Regions from separate parts of the Zea mays genome. Here region 1 is linked to region 2. The links are chromatin contacts, called in public Hi-C maps. All regions are on one chromosome and are shown on one strand. Each heading gives the region's core, a stretch centred on a gene start, on an enhancer-like site or on the middle of the called end of the contact. The rest is flanking DNA. Distances are from core to core; before and after follow the strand shown. Region 1 holds the start of LOC103646346 (ARM repeat superfamily protein). Region 2 holds the start of LOC100381510 (Kinesin KP1).

Evidence for each region. Hi-C and Micro-C count contacts between places; a contact is called where the count stands out from the background.
Region 1: a Hi-C map of tassel shows a contact between it and region 2, with 2.1 times the contacts expected there. The contact joins the promoter of LOC103646346 here to the promoter of LOC100381510 in region 2. A contact is called at or near these places in 4 of 25 Hi-C or Micro-C datasets (bundle sheath, ear, endosperm and 1 more).

The regions. Positions count from the first base shown.
Region 1 is chr2:41,977,359-41,983,641 of Zm-B73-REFERENCE-NAM-5.0, forward strand. It overlaps LOC103646346 (ARM repeat superfamily protein), which reads left to right and starts at 2,746. Exons shown (of 19, transcript XM_008671080.3): 1 at 2,746-3,048; 2 at 3,130-3,202; 3 at 3,336-3,458; 4 at 3,571-3,740; 5 at 4,089-4,247; 6 at 4,639-4,785; 7 at 4,968-5,028. The coding sequence starts at 2,965.
Region 2 is chr2:41,703,789-41,710,075 of Zm-B73-REFERENCE-NAM-5.0, forward strand. LOC100381510 (Kinesin KP1) reads right to left here and starts at 1,404. Exons shown (of 17, transcript NM_001361437.1): 1 at 1,164-1,404; 2 at 460-623; 3 at 215-358. The coding sequence starts at 1,227.

The DNA of each region.
Region 1 (6,283 bases), core at 1,496-3,995, 270 kb after region 2:
CCTGTCAGGTCGGTCAGTGAAAGGACGAAGTGACTGCGGTCACTTCGACCTTGCCGACTGAGGCGCGCGTGTCAGGATAAGGTGTCAAGCGATCCCCGCATTAAATGTGCATGCGATACGGTCGATTGGTGAGGCAATTTGGCCAAGGTTGATTCACAACGAAGCCTGCCCGAGTTGGGCTTCGGGCGAGTCGAGGGTGCGCCCACCGCCTGAGGAGGCCCTCGGACGAGGCGTGAATTCGTCCGAGACTACTGTTCCCGCCCGAGGCCGGGCTCAGGCGAGGCGAGATTGCGTCCCTTGGTAGACGAGGCCTTGACCTGAACCGTGTCCATCAGTCTTTGCGGTTTGTGCTGAGGGTGGTTACCAGCCATGTTTAGGAGTGTTGGGGGTACCCCTAATTACGATACCCGACAATATGAAACAACAGATATGAATATATGAAGCATATATAATCTGCAGAACACAAAACAATAAGGAGATAAATTAATCATACCCTCCCATACGCTCTGAGGATCCAGATCCTTGTCCAGCTTCTCTTGTCATGTCGCTAGGAAGAAGAAGATGTTTTGGGCAGTCGCGTAGACGCTCCCCAAAAACATAATTGCTGATCCCCCGTACAAGGTCTCGAACGGCAAGGGCTTCGGAGGCACCTGTCCTCTCGCTGCTCTGTGCGCGCAGAGTCACGAGATGGAAATACTCTCACTTGCGGCTGGACTGTGACTCTCGTGTACCAAGTGACAGGGGTTCTCCTCTACTTAACCTCTCGCGGAGGGAAGCTGAAGGAGAAGGATCTCGCAACCCGGAGTTGAAAATACCGCGGTTAATGAGTGCTAAAAATCAACCACACCACACCATGCCCGCGTGCTGCCTGCCACGCAACGCCACGCCACGCCAGGCACGGCGGCGCGCGCGCGTGGCACACCCTTGTCTATTTCTTGACCTATCAAATTAAGTGAAATAATTCGCACCATATAAGTCAAGTCAACGACTCTTGGACTTCTAATATGATACTATTGATATTCTCCACCATTACATACTATAGAGTTTATTTAATAAATAGGCTAAGCCCATAAAAGATCTAACAACATGTATGTATCTTTAACTTCTATATCACCTCGCATATAAGGTGGCGATGGAAGGAATTTTTTTATGAAGAAAGTGAAGTAGGTGCAATCGATTTCCCCATTATTTTATTACTTGCATTTTGATTATTTAAATCGTTATTCCTATTGGTGGGACTACTAGATTTGATATTACAGGTAAAAATCTTACGAATACAATAGAAATACGTACCATTGGGTGGTGCGCTGGAGTACCTCTTTCGTCACAAGGTTGTGATTCCTGCCATGTTTTTTTTCTGCATTGGTAGTTTCACTTCCAAAGCTTTTCTAGCTTCGTGGTAAGGTAAAGAGCAACTACTCTGCTATTGTACTAGAACTCACGTGATTGGTAGATCATGACAGTTATATTTTGACATTATGGCTATACTAATGCTTTAGGGTCTGTTTGGTTGGGCTGTGACTGTGAAAAAAGTTGCTGTGGGCTGTGAGCTGTGGAAAAAGCTGCTGTAGGCTGTAAGCTGTTAAAAAGCTAAAAATCGTTTGGTGGAAGCCACTAAAAGTCGTTAAAAATTCTTCGATATATGTTTTCACAGTTCCATCCGAAAAGCCACTAAAAGCAGGTCCAGGGGTGCTTTCAGATTTGCACTACGAGAAAGTCGGCTTTTAGAAAAAGCTGCTTCCTGGATCCATCCCTTTGGTTGGCTTTTGGCTTTTAGGGGGTAAAAGCCAAAGCCAAAAGTCAAACCAAACACACCCTTAGTACTCCACCCTATTAATCTTAACTATGTACTCAGTTTGGTCAAATAATTCATAGACTCGGTATGGAATCTGGATTATTAAAACATATAGGTTTAATATATAGGGGGGTAATAGATGGATCGTGAACCAAATGTTTCTTCACAATTTATTAGGACCTTAAATTAATTGTAGTTAAAAAATAAATAGAAATAGTGCTCGATCCTAACGTGATCTGAAACTTAAATTTTATAGTGTAAAATTTAGAGCTTATTATCACCCCGATATATAACCGGACGATGCAATCAGACGAGCTTAGAGCAACTCTAATAGTTACGTATAATTATACTACCTAAATTCTAGATTTAGCAAGTTCCCAAATAATATAGAAAATAAAAAGCTCATCTCCTCCAACAGTTCTCTATATATTACTTTCTAAATATGTTAAAATTTAACATGTCACCAGTTTAAGTGGGACCATCCGCGATGACAGATTTAACTTGGTGAGCCGTGTTGTCCTTTTGATTTACTACCACAATTGTTTATTTGTTTATTTTTGACATGTGCACGTGCGGCTATTGCATTGGCAATTGTTTAATCTCTAGCTTACTACTTGCCGCAATTGTATGTCGTCAGCGTCCGACGCATGTGCTCTCTTAATATGTTTTTACTATAAAGTAGAAAAATGCACCAAAATATAAAAATGCCGTTAGGTTTTTGTGTAGGAACTTGGTAAATGGTTGCTAAATATAGGGAAAAATGAGGCTAGATGAGAATTAGCTAAATTTAGTAAGTTTATTTAGAGAGTTGTTGGAGAGGAGCTTTTAGTTTAGCTATCTAAATTATTGATTTAGAGAGTTTTCAGAGAACTAGAGACCAAAATATACGTTACTCAAAAAAGAGACCAAAATATACACCTCAGTCCTCACCCTGCCCATCAGCGCTCGCCAACACAATTCTATTCCAGGCCGCATGTTATGGGCCTGTCAGCTGGGCCGTTCCATATCTCAACGTTCTCTCTTGCTCTGCCTGTCCATCCCGACGACAAAAAACGCCTCCTCCGCCTCCTCCGCCGCCTTCCGCCTGTTCTCACTTCCCGCCCCTTCCTCCGGACCTAGACTCCTCCAAGCGCCAGCGCCGGTGAACACCACTTTCCCATACCTGCGCCATGGGCCGCCCAAAGGGCGGCGCCGCGTCCTCCTCGAAGAAGCCGAAGGCGAAGCAGAAACAGCGAGGCGGCGTCGACTTCAAGGTACCACCAGCCCACCGATTCTGCTCTCTTCGAGACTTGATTCTACGTCGCCGTGTTAAGCCTTTTTCCTGGCGGTCGCAGAAGTACAAGCACAAGGTCGGGCGCAAGCTTCCGCCGCCGAAGAATGCCACCAACACGGAAATCAAGTCCAAAGGTACGGCAACATCAACCTTTTTTTTTCTATCCCTTTTGGCCTCGTTGCGCTGCAATTGGAGTTGAGGTGTAACAATGCTCAGTTTACTAGTTTAGGGTTCTGTATTGTGAACTCCTGTTGTGTGTGCGTCCAGCGATCGTGCTGCCGGAGCAGAGCATGGCGTCGGAGAGGACGGGCATGGCAGTGAACAAGCGCGGGCTCACGCTACGGGAGCTCCTGCAGCAGACGGGACACTACAATGCCAATGTGCGGCGGGGTGAGTTTTCTCTAGTCTGTATGGTGAGTTGGTGACACACTGGATAAACTGCCATGATGCCTCAATGCGTTCTTAGCATCTGACTATGTATATGTTTGTCTTTATGTTGAAGCTGCACTGAATGGAATAAAGGACATTGTTGTCAAGCACCCAACAGAGCTTAAACTGCACAAGGTTGCTATAATTGAGAAGCTGCAGGAGAGAATATGTGATACTGACAAGGTGGTCCGTGAATCGTTATACAATATACTGCAGTCTCTGATCTTCCCATCTTTGAAAGAGGTATATCTCTTTCTCCGCTTTTCTGTACTTTTGCTTGATTAGAAATGTATTCTTTTAATTGAAATGGTTATTCATGATGTTCTTACACGTTGCATTGCATTTTGACATTCCAGTTTTCTGTAAATATGCCAGTAAAAAATAATATTGCTTGTGTGATATCATGATTTCTACTAACCACAATATGGCACATGCTTTATTTGTTGCATTCACAAATACATCGTATAAGTTTCTTTTTATTTTTGGCTATTTCAAGCACATCATTCTTTATTTGCATCGCTTTGTTATTCCTTGTCCAGTTAAAATTTCTAGCTTTTGACTTCAGATGTGAGACTATAATTATGCTTACAGGATAACACTATATCTGTGCGGAGTACACTGTTTTTGCTGATGGCTAATATTCTGAATGGAACGACCCATCTATCTGTGGAGATCCAGTTAATGGCTTTTAGGTTTTTGGAGCTTGTGGTTCTTAATTTCCCGTCATCCTTTTCTAGTTATGCTGAACAGGTAAGTCGTCTGCTTTCACAGTTGGTGTACTGAATGATGAGTCACTTCTATTGTTCTGAGAAAATTATTTTGCTGGGAGATGCATATTCCTTGCTTCCATCACTTAATTAGTTCTACTATATCTCCATCCATTAATATCTGACGTTGGTTAGTTCAATTTTGAACTAACCAGTGTCAAATGTTAATTTACGGATAGACTACCCCCCCCCTAAAATTTGCATATGTTAACTACCACAGCTTGTTTCATAGTCCAGCTTTTATCAAGTAATAACTACTAAGGAATATATGTTTTATTTGAACTGCTTCTCACCCCTAGAGATTGTATATTCCCCGACCATATTCATTACCAACTTAAACTTATAGTTTCATTTGCATTATCTTTTTCTGACAGACCTTCAACAACTTTGTTGCGGTACTGAGCAACGACAGAATCAACCTACATGATAGGAATAAACTTAACAGTGTTCTTAGTGGGCTTGGCCACTGCCTTTCCTTGGTTGCTAAAACGATAGAAAATGATGATACATCAAATCGACAGGTTTGTGCCCTGAACTCAGTAAATAACCTTTTGTAGTTTTAATAAAATAAAATTTGCATTCCTCGCACATTTGTAGCTACAGTGAGGAACTTGATGAAATAGAAAATCTGTGTTCTGGAATGTGTATGCGTCTAGGTAGTAGCTATACTCCATTGATGAAAGCCTTTGCTCATCGCCTACAGGCTCATAACCTCTCTGCAAGGGAAAATTGGAAATTTACCACTGATGAAGATAGCACAGGAGGTAGATAAGTCTTCCCAGATCTCTCCTTGTCTTTTAGTTTATATAATTTGCTATGCAATTATGTTGTCATGCCATCTTTTAATGGGACAAATTAGCACTTCAATGTGAATTGAGTGTTGCCTGCCAATATAATCAGAGATTGCTCGAGATGAAATCATGAAATACACAAATCACTCACAATTTGCTACATTTATTCTTGTTATCATGGTACTTCTAGTTTGCTGGCCTTCCTGAAATGAATGACAGAATGTTAAAAGTCAACTCTTCTGTAATGTTAGATGGCTCTATCAGAGTAGCACTTCTGTTTTCTTTCTTATCATTCGGTTGACAAGTGTTTAATCAGCATTCCAATTACTTATTTGAGAGTTTATGTAATTTGGGTACTTTTAATTCATAATACCAAGAGTGCAGACCTTATTTTTAAAGAAACGACTCTTATGGATCATTAATTATTTCACAATAATATAAGCAACTATTTCGACCATAGTCACAAAGTTCCCAGATTGATAGGGTCGAGGAACGTGGTACGCTACCTGTGAGAGGTTTTTACATGGTGGTAATCAGGCCTAGAGAAAAAGCTCGAGATCGACGAGCTGGCTCGGGCTTGGAGTGACTCGACTCAGTTCAGAGCAGTTCAATGCTCGGAACGAGCCCGAGTCGAGCCTGTTTTTGTGGTTCGTGAAAAGAGCAAGTCAACTCGGCTCGACTTGCTGCGATTCGCGAGCTGGCTCGTGGCTCAACTTAACAACAATTTGTTACATAAAATCCTAATTAGCATATAGTGTTATTACCAAATAGACGATTTGTTTATGTTATTTGTGATTATTGCACAAAACTAATCTATTTTCTATATTATATTAGACTATTAGTAATATATTTATTTTACTTATTCAAAATATGTTACTTAAATTATTTTTAAAATTTTATATTATAATTTGGAGGACGAGTTTATGGCCAGGCTCGTTGGCTCGGCTCGGCGAGCCGAGCCAACTTTTTAGGCTTGCCAGAGGAGCGAGCCAAGCCGAGCCGAGCTCGACTCGTTACTTGACCGAGCCACAACAAGCCTAGCCAAGCTCGATTCGTTTCCACCCCTAGTGGTAACAAAAATGATCGCATACCCGGGTCAGGGATGACTTTTCCAGGTCGAGGGTCACTTTCACTTTACCTGTTTCTTGTGACTATGGTTTCGACCCTTCCAGTTCTTTTTTTCCCTTTTTGAATCACTGTACTTACTACCTGATTTGATGTTATTTGG
Region 2 (6,287 bases), core at 154-2,653:
TTCACTGTATACATTAATACTCAGGTAAGAAAAAATAGAATAGCTACAGTTTTCATGAGAGAAACGGACACCTATTTTCTTCCAAATGGACAAAACAATTCAGCTAACCCCTAATAAGCCTCACAATTGAGCAAATCAAACAGCCCACAATAACGCAAGACTTTCATGACACATGTATAGCAACAAACGGGATCAATGCAACTCAGCTATTTACCTTCTCTATATCAGAGGTTTCAAACGTCAACAGGTTCATCGCACTAACTGCGACAAGGAAGTTCCTCATGTTCTCGAAGTACTGTATCGCAGACTGTGCCGGCCCATCGAACGTCTGGACCGTGATGACAGGATTCTCCACGACCTTCGGTGGGGAGGCAGAAGAAGAAAAGAAAAACTCGTTACTGTCACACGGAAAGAAAGTAGTGACGTTTTCTTTCTCTCCACAATTTCGTTGACACGCACCTTGGGGACGGCGCCAGGATTGACGCGGTTGAGAACCTTGCAGAGGACGAGGCCGTTGCGCAGTGCCGCGCAGAAGTCCTCCTCGGAAGGCCTCTCCGGCAGGGACTCTGCTGCGGCGGGCTCCATCTGCCGCAGCCATCGCGCCGCCTCGCACCTCCGCGCAGCTGCATTGTCAACAACGGATCAGACAGACAGAGAGGTCGCGCGTTCCGGCATTTGTGACGGAGTAGGAGTAGCCGGGTGACTAACGGTAAGGGGGATTTTCAAATATGTACTGTATTGTCACAACCCACTCCGGATCACATCGACGAGATCTAATGTCGCGCGTTAAGTGAATGCAGCGTGTATATATATATACTAACTAGCTTAAACTAAACGCAACACATTAATGCTTCGGCAGTGTGTTTGGATTGCAGAGGCGTACGATCAGCAGCGTAGCACAGTAATTACACTCCCGTGCAGTACTAACCCACTTGCTAGCAGGTAGCAGCTGCCGTGGAAATGGCGTGACCGAACTTCTCGAGCACCGCCGCAGCAGCAGCAGCATTCTCGGCGAGGCAGCGCCGCGAGAGCGCGGACAGACGAGGCGACACGACACGACACGACACGGCGAGGCAGCAGAACGATAGAAGTAAGCAAATGGCAATGGAACACCGCGTGCGTGCGCGATCGGTGACGGGGAGCGCTGTGAGTGACTGACTCACCGGCTTCCTCGGCCTTGCGCAGCGCCATCCCCACGTCGTGCGCTCCGGCAGCCGGGCGGGCCATCGCCCTCGTCGCGCGCAAGCCGGTCGCCTTATTCGCTCGCGCCGGCGACTCCGCCGTCCTCGCCCGCCCCTCGCGGATCTCGCACGCAGACGCAGCTCACTAGCTCGGGCGCTCGCGCTCGCAACGGCAGGGACGAGCGGTCCACAGAGCCAGGGGCGTTTGAAAAGCTCCGACCCCGAGGGAGAGGGGCGGTGGGGGTGGGGGTGGGGGTCTCTTAAGTTAACGGGAACTCGCCAGGGGCCGCCTGGAAATATTTTTCAAACTCGCAGGGGGGTAACGCTAACTAACTGCCTTTGTTTTTTTTACAAGCCGAGTTTAACTAGTTGAAGCCGTGCTGCTACTGCCTACTGCCGCTCTGAAAGAAAGGCGCGCCCGCTGCGGGCGGACGAACACGGCGCAGCTCTGGGCCACAGCTCTGGGCCGAGAGGGCGAGCGGTCACGTGCGTGCGGGCCGGAGTAATTTATGCCCCGTGGATTCAAAGTTCAAACGCTGGAGATAGCATGAAGCGCACTGCAACTTCCCGTTCCCTTTTTTTTCTCCCTGGAGTTTGGAGTATCATTTTACGTATGGCCCGGCTTGGAGGGGGATTTAACGGTCGACTCGTTAGATCCGGCATGTGGCAGGGGCAGCATATGGCTTTCGTTTTTTTTTAATGAGTGCAGGTGCAGCAGACAGCAGATGAGAATGCGTGCACAGTAACTGGCAGCTGATTAGTGGCGCTGGCAGTGCAACCTCGAATAGTGAAGGGGTATTCGTGGTACATACATGCATGTTCTGCTTTCAAATTACTCCCTTTATGTTTTGGTAGGTTGGGGTGACTAAAAAAATAAAATGGGGTTATTGTATGCCTGGTCCAGTCCTCAAGCCTGTCTTTGGTCCATTTTTTGAAATTCCAGAACGCATGGTAGCAGTTTTGGTTTCAGTGGTCAGCTGCTATCATTCACGGCCGCTGCTGTTTAGACTGTCCGCAGCAATTGTTACCTTGCTACAAATATACCCGTTGGACATCAAAATGAGCGGACGGTCCGGCCCATGGACCCGGACGGTCCACGTGTCCCGAGATTAAATTAACTCGGATGTTTATCCTTATCTCGTGCGTGGTTATCCATCTAATCACGTGGGAGTTTGTTGGCTATCTCTTAGGAAAAGGTCCAGACCTCCTCCCCTATAAATATAAAGGGGTGCGGCCGATTGAGAACCCCCGAACACATTCCAATCGAAACAATTACCTTATTTACTTTTCCTGCCCTAGGAGTAGATGTAGCATAGTTCTATTTGTAGTCTTCCACATATCCACCTCCATCCCTATTCGGCTCTACGTCGTCTAGATCCGTCTTGGGTGGTCTGCCGATCCCAAGACAACCCTAGGATCTCACCCCTCCCGGGGGGCAAGATCTAGTTGTTCATCCAAGACCTCTTCCTCGAATTGATCTCTTAATTCCTAGGCGGCTCCACGTCGTCTGGGGACGCCCCGGGTGACCTATCGACCCAGAGCACCTTAAGGTCTTTTCCCCCAAGGGGACGGGATCTAGATTCCAGCAAGGAGGAGGAAGACGACCCTGTCGCCAGGTCGCGGACCGTCCGGCCCTAGGGCGCGGACTGTCCGGCCGTCAGGCAGGGAACCCTAGCCTCGCGCCAGATCGCGGACCATCTGGCCCTGTGCCGCGGACCGTCCGCGCCTGACCAGAGAGCACCGCCGCCGGTTCGTATTGAGTGATTGGCGCCCCTCAAAAGGTACCAACATACTTTTTGACGACTCCGCTGGGGAACGAGGTTGAAGATCTACAAAATCAGGCTTATATGGTTGATTCTAAAGATCTCAACAGGGCTTCTCCAAACAACAGCACAAGGCTGACTAATTTATCGGCCGCTGAGCATAAAAGATTAAAAGATGACATGAAGAAAATAGACGAGGAGGTCCAACGACAAAAAGATCAGGTGCTCAAGGTGGCGGATAAATGGTTCCTCTCGCACTTCAGGGTGGATTGCCACCAGAAGACCGTCCAAGCAAGGGAAATAGACGCCGATTACATGTCATCAGTGCTGCAACAGCTCCCCACAATAGGTGATGCCAGGTCAGTCGATGATATTCCATCTATTAAAATTTCTTTTGATAATCGGATTAAAAGTATCACAGAGGATATAGAAAGGATGGCGCATGCATTAGGAAAAACTCACATGCCTAGTTTTTTATCACATAAATTAGGCGCCAAAACAATTGCGTCAAACACATCGGTAACAAATGGGTTTCCCCAGCCATACTCTGGTATGCCGATGGACTCATATCCAGGACGACCGTCACCACCATCTTCGCTAAATGGTGAGTCAACTCTGAGCGCGGCCGGACCGTCCGCACACAATAGCGGACCGTCCGGTCCTCCGTCAGACCGTCCGGCACCCTACGCCGGACAGTCCCGAGTTGCACAGAGCCCACCACAAGGGTCTGAGAGCACCTAGAGGGGGGGGGTGAATAGGTGATCCTGTAAAAACTTCAAACTTAAGCCACAAAAACTTGTTAAGTGTTAGCACGATTATTGCCAAGTGGCTAAGGTGAAGTCTCAACAGTCTCAACAAAACACAGTACCACAAGAGAATCAAGCACAGAGTGACACAGTGGTTTTATCCCGTGGTTCGGCCAAGACCAACGCTTGCCTACTCCACGTTGTGGCGTCCCAACGGACGAGGGTTGCAATCAACCCCTCTCAAGCGGTCCAAAGACCCACTTGAATACCACGGTGTTTTGTTTTCCTTTCACTATCCCGTTTGCAAGGAATCTCCACAAATTGGAGTCTCTTGCCCTTACAAGTATATGATCACAAATGAAACACAGAGTAAGGGAGGGAAGCAACACACACAAATCCACAGCAAAAGCGCACACACACGGCCAAGAATCGAGCTCACAAGACTATCTCAGAGTTCTCACTTAGAACAGAGCTCGAATCACTTAGAAACACAAACGAATGCGCAGAGACTTAGTGTGGATGATCAAGAATGCTCAAAGGTTGCTTGTGTGTCTCCTCCATGCGCCTAGGGGCTCCTTTTATAGCCCCAAGGCAGCTAGGAGCCGTTGAGAGCAAATCCGGAAGGCCATCCTTGCCTTCTGTCGTCGGGGGCACCGGACAGTCCGGTGCACACCGGACACTGTCCGGTGCCCGATTTGTTTCCTTAAACGGCGAAGACGACCGTTGCAGACCGTTGGCAGATCTGGCGCTGTTGGCGCACCGGACATGTCCGGTGCACACCGGACAGTCCGGTGCCGTCTTCCGACTGTTGGCTCGGCCACGTGTCCCGCGCGGATTGCGCGGCCGACCGTTGGCCCTGGCCGACCGTTGGCTCACCGGACAGTCCGGTGCACACCGGACAGTCCGGTGAATTTTAGCCGTACGCCGCCGGCCAATTTCCCGAGAGCGGCCAGTTCGAGTCGCGCCAGCCTGGCGCACCGGACACTGTCCGGTGCACACCGGACAGTCCGGTGCTCCAGACCGAGCTGGGTCTTGGCAGCACACAGCCAAGTCCCTTCTCCTTTTCTCTATTCTTCTTCTTTCTGTTTCTAACACTTAGACAAATATATTAGTACTTAAAACCAATGTACTAAGGCTTAGAAACATACCTTTACTTCATGATTTTCACCTTGTTCATCCATGTACATAAATTCACATTTAGGCCCTTGTGTTTGCACTCAATCACCAAAATACTTAGAAATGGCCCAAGGGCACATTTCCCTTTCAATCTCCCCCTTTTTGGTGATTTATGCCAACACAACATAAAGCAAGTGGAACAAGTGCAAAATCACTTCAAATAAAAACTCAAATTGGTTTTGATTCAATTTTGGCATATATGGATCATCCTTTGCCACCACTTGGTTTGTTTTTGCAAATCAAACTCAAATCTCTATCTATAAGTCAAACACACATATTGAAGCATAAAGAGAGTCATTTCAAAAGAATTTGACCACGGATTTCAAAAACTCCCCCTTTTTCCCATAATCAACACTTCTCCCCACAAGAAGCCAACTTTTGAAAATAGAGACAATAAGAGACAATAAAAGCTTTTGACAAAACAAAAACTCTATTCTACTATTTTCAAAATCTCTCAAGTGGTAGCTGATCCATTTATCGCTTTGGCCTTTATTTTCTCCCCCTTTGGCATCAAGCACCAAAACGGGATCAATCTTGGCCTTTTAACCTCATTGCCTCACCAAAGTCTTCAATTAAGAGCAAATGGCAATAAGATTTCATGAGATGAACTTGGAATTAGTTACCCTCTCATCGGAGTGCAGTGGAAGTCTTTCATGGTCCAAGTCCACCTTTTCCCTTTCAATCCTCCTTCGAGACTAAATTATCAAACTCAAGCACATGGTTAGTCTCAAAGGGTCAAGTTGTAACACATCTCCCCCTACACATGTGCATCACTTTGCAACGGACTTGTGAGGTCCAGGGAGTGTTTGTACAACTTGAGCACCATAATAAGCAACATAATGCAAAAAGGAACATGATCAAAAGCATAACTACATGTATGCTACAATTCAATCCAGGTTCCGCGAATCTAAGACATTTAGCTCACTACGCAACCTGCAAAAGGTCTTCTCATCTAGAGGCTTAGTGAAGATATCGGCTAGCTGGTTCTCGGTGCTAACATGAAACACTTCGATATCTCCCTTTTGCTGGTGGTCTCTCAAAAAGTGATGCCGGATGTCTATGTGCTTTGTGCGGCTGTGTTCAACAGAATTTTCCGCCATGCGGATAGCACTCTCATTATCACATAGGAGTGGGACTTTGCTCAGATTGTAGCCAAAGTCCCTGAGGGTTTGCCTCATCCAAAGTAGTTGCGCGCAACACTGTCCTGCGGCAACATACTCGGCCTCAGCGGTGGATAGGGCAACGGAAGTTTGTTTCTTAGAGTTCCATGACACCAGGGACCTTCCTAAGAATTGGCACGTCCCCGATGTACTCTTCCTATCGACCTTACATCCAGCATAGTCGGAGTCTGAGTATCCAACTAAGTCAAAGGTAGACCCCTTTGGATACCAGAGCCCGAAGCAAGGCGTAGCAACCAAATA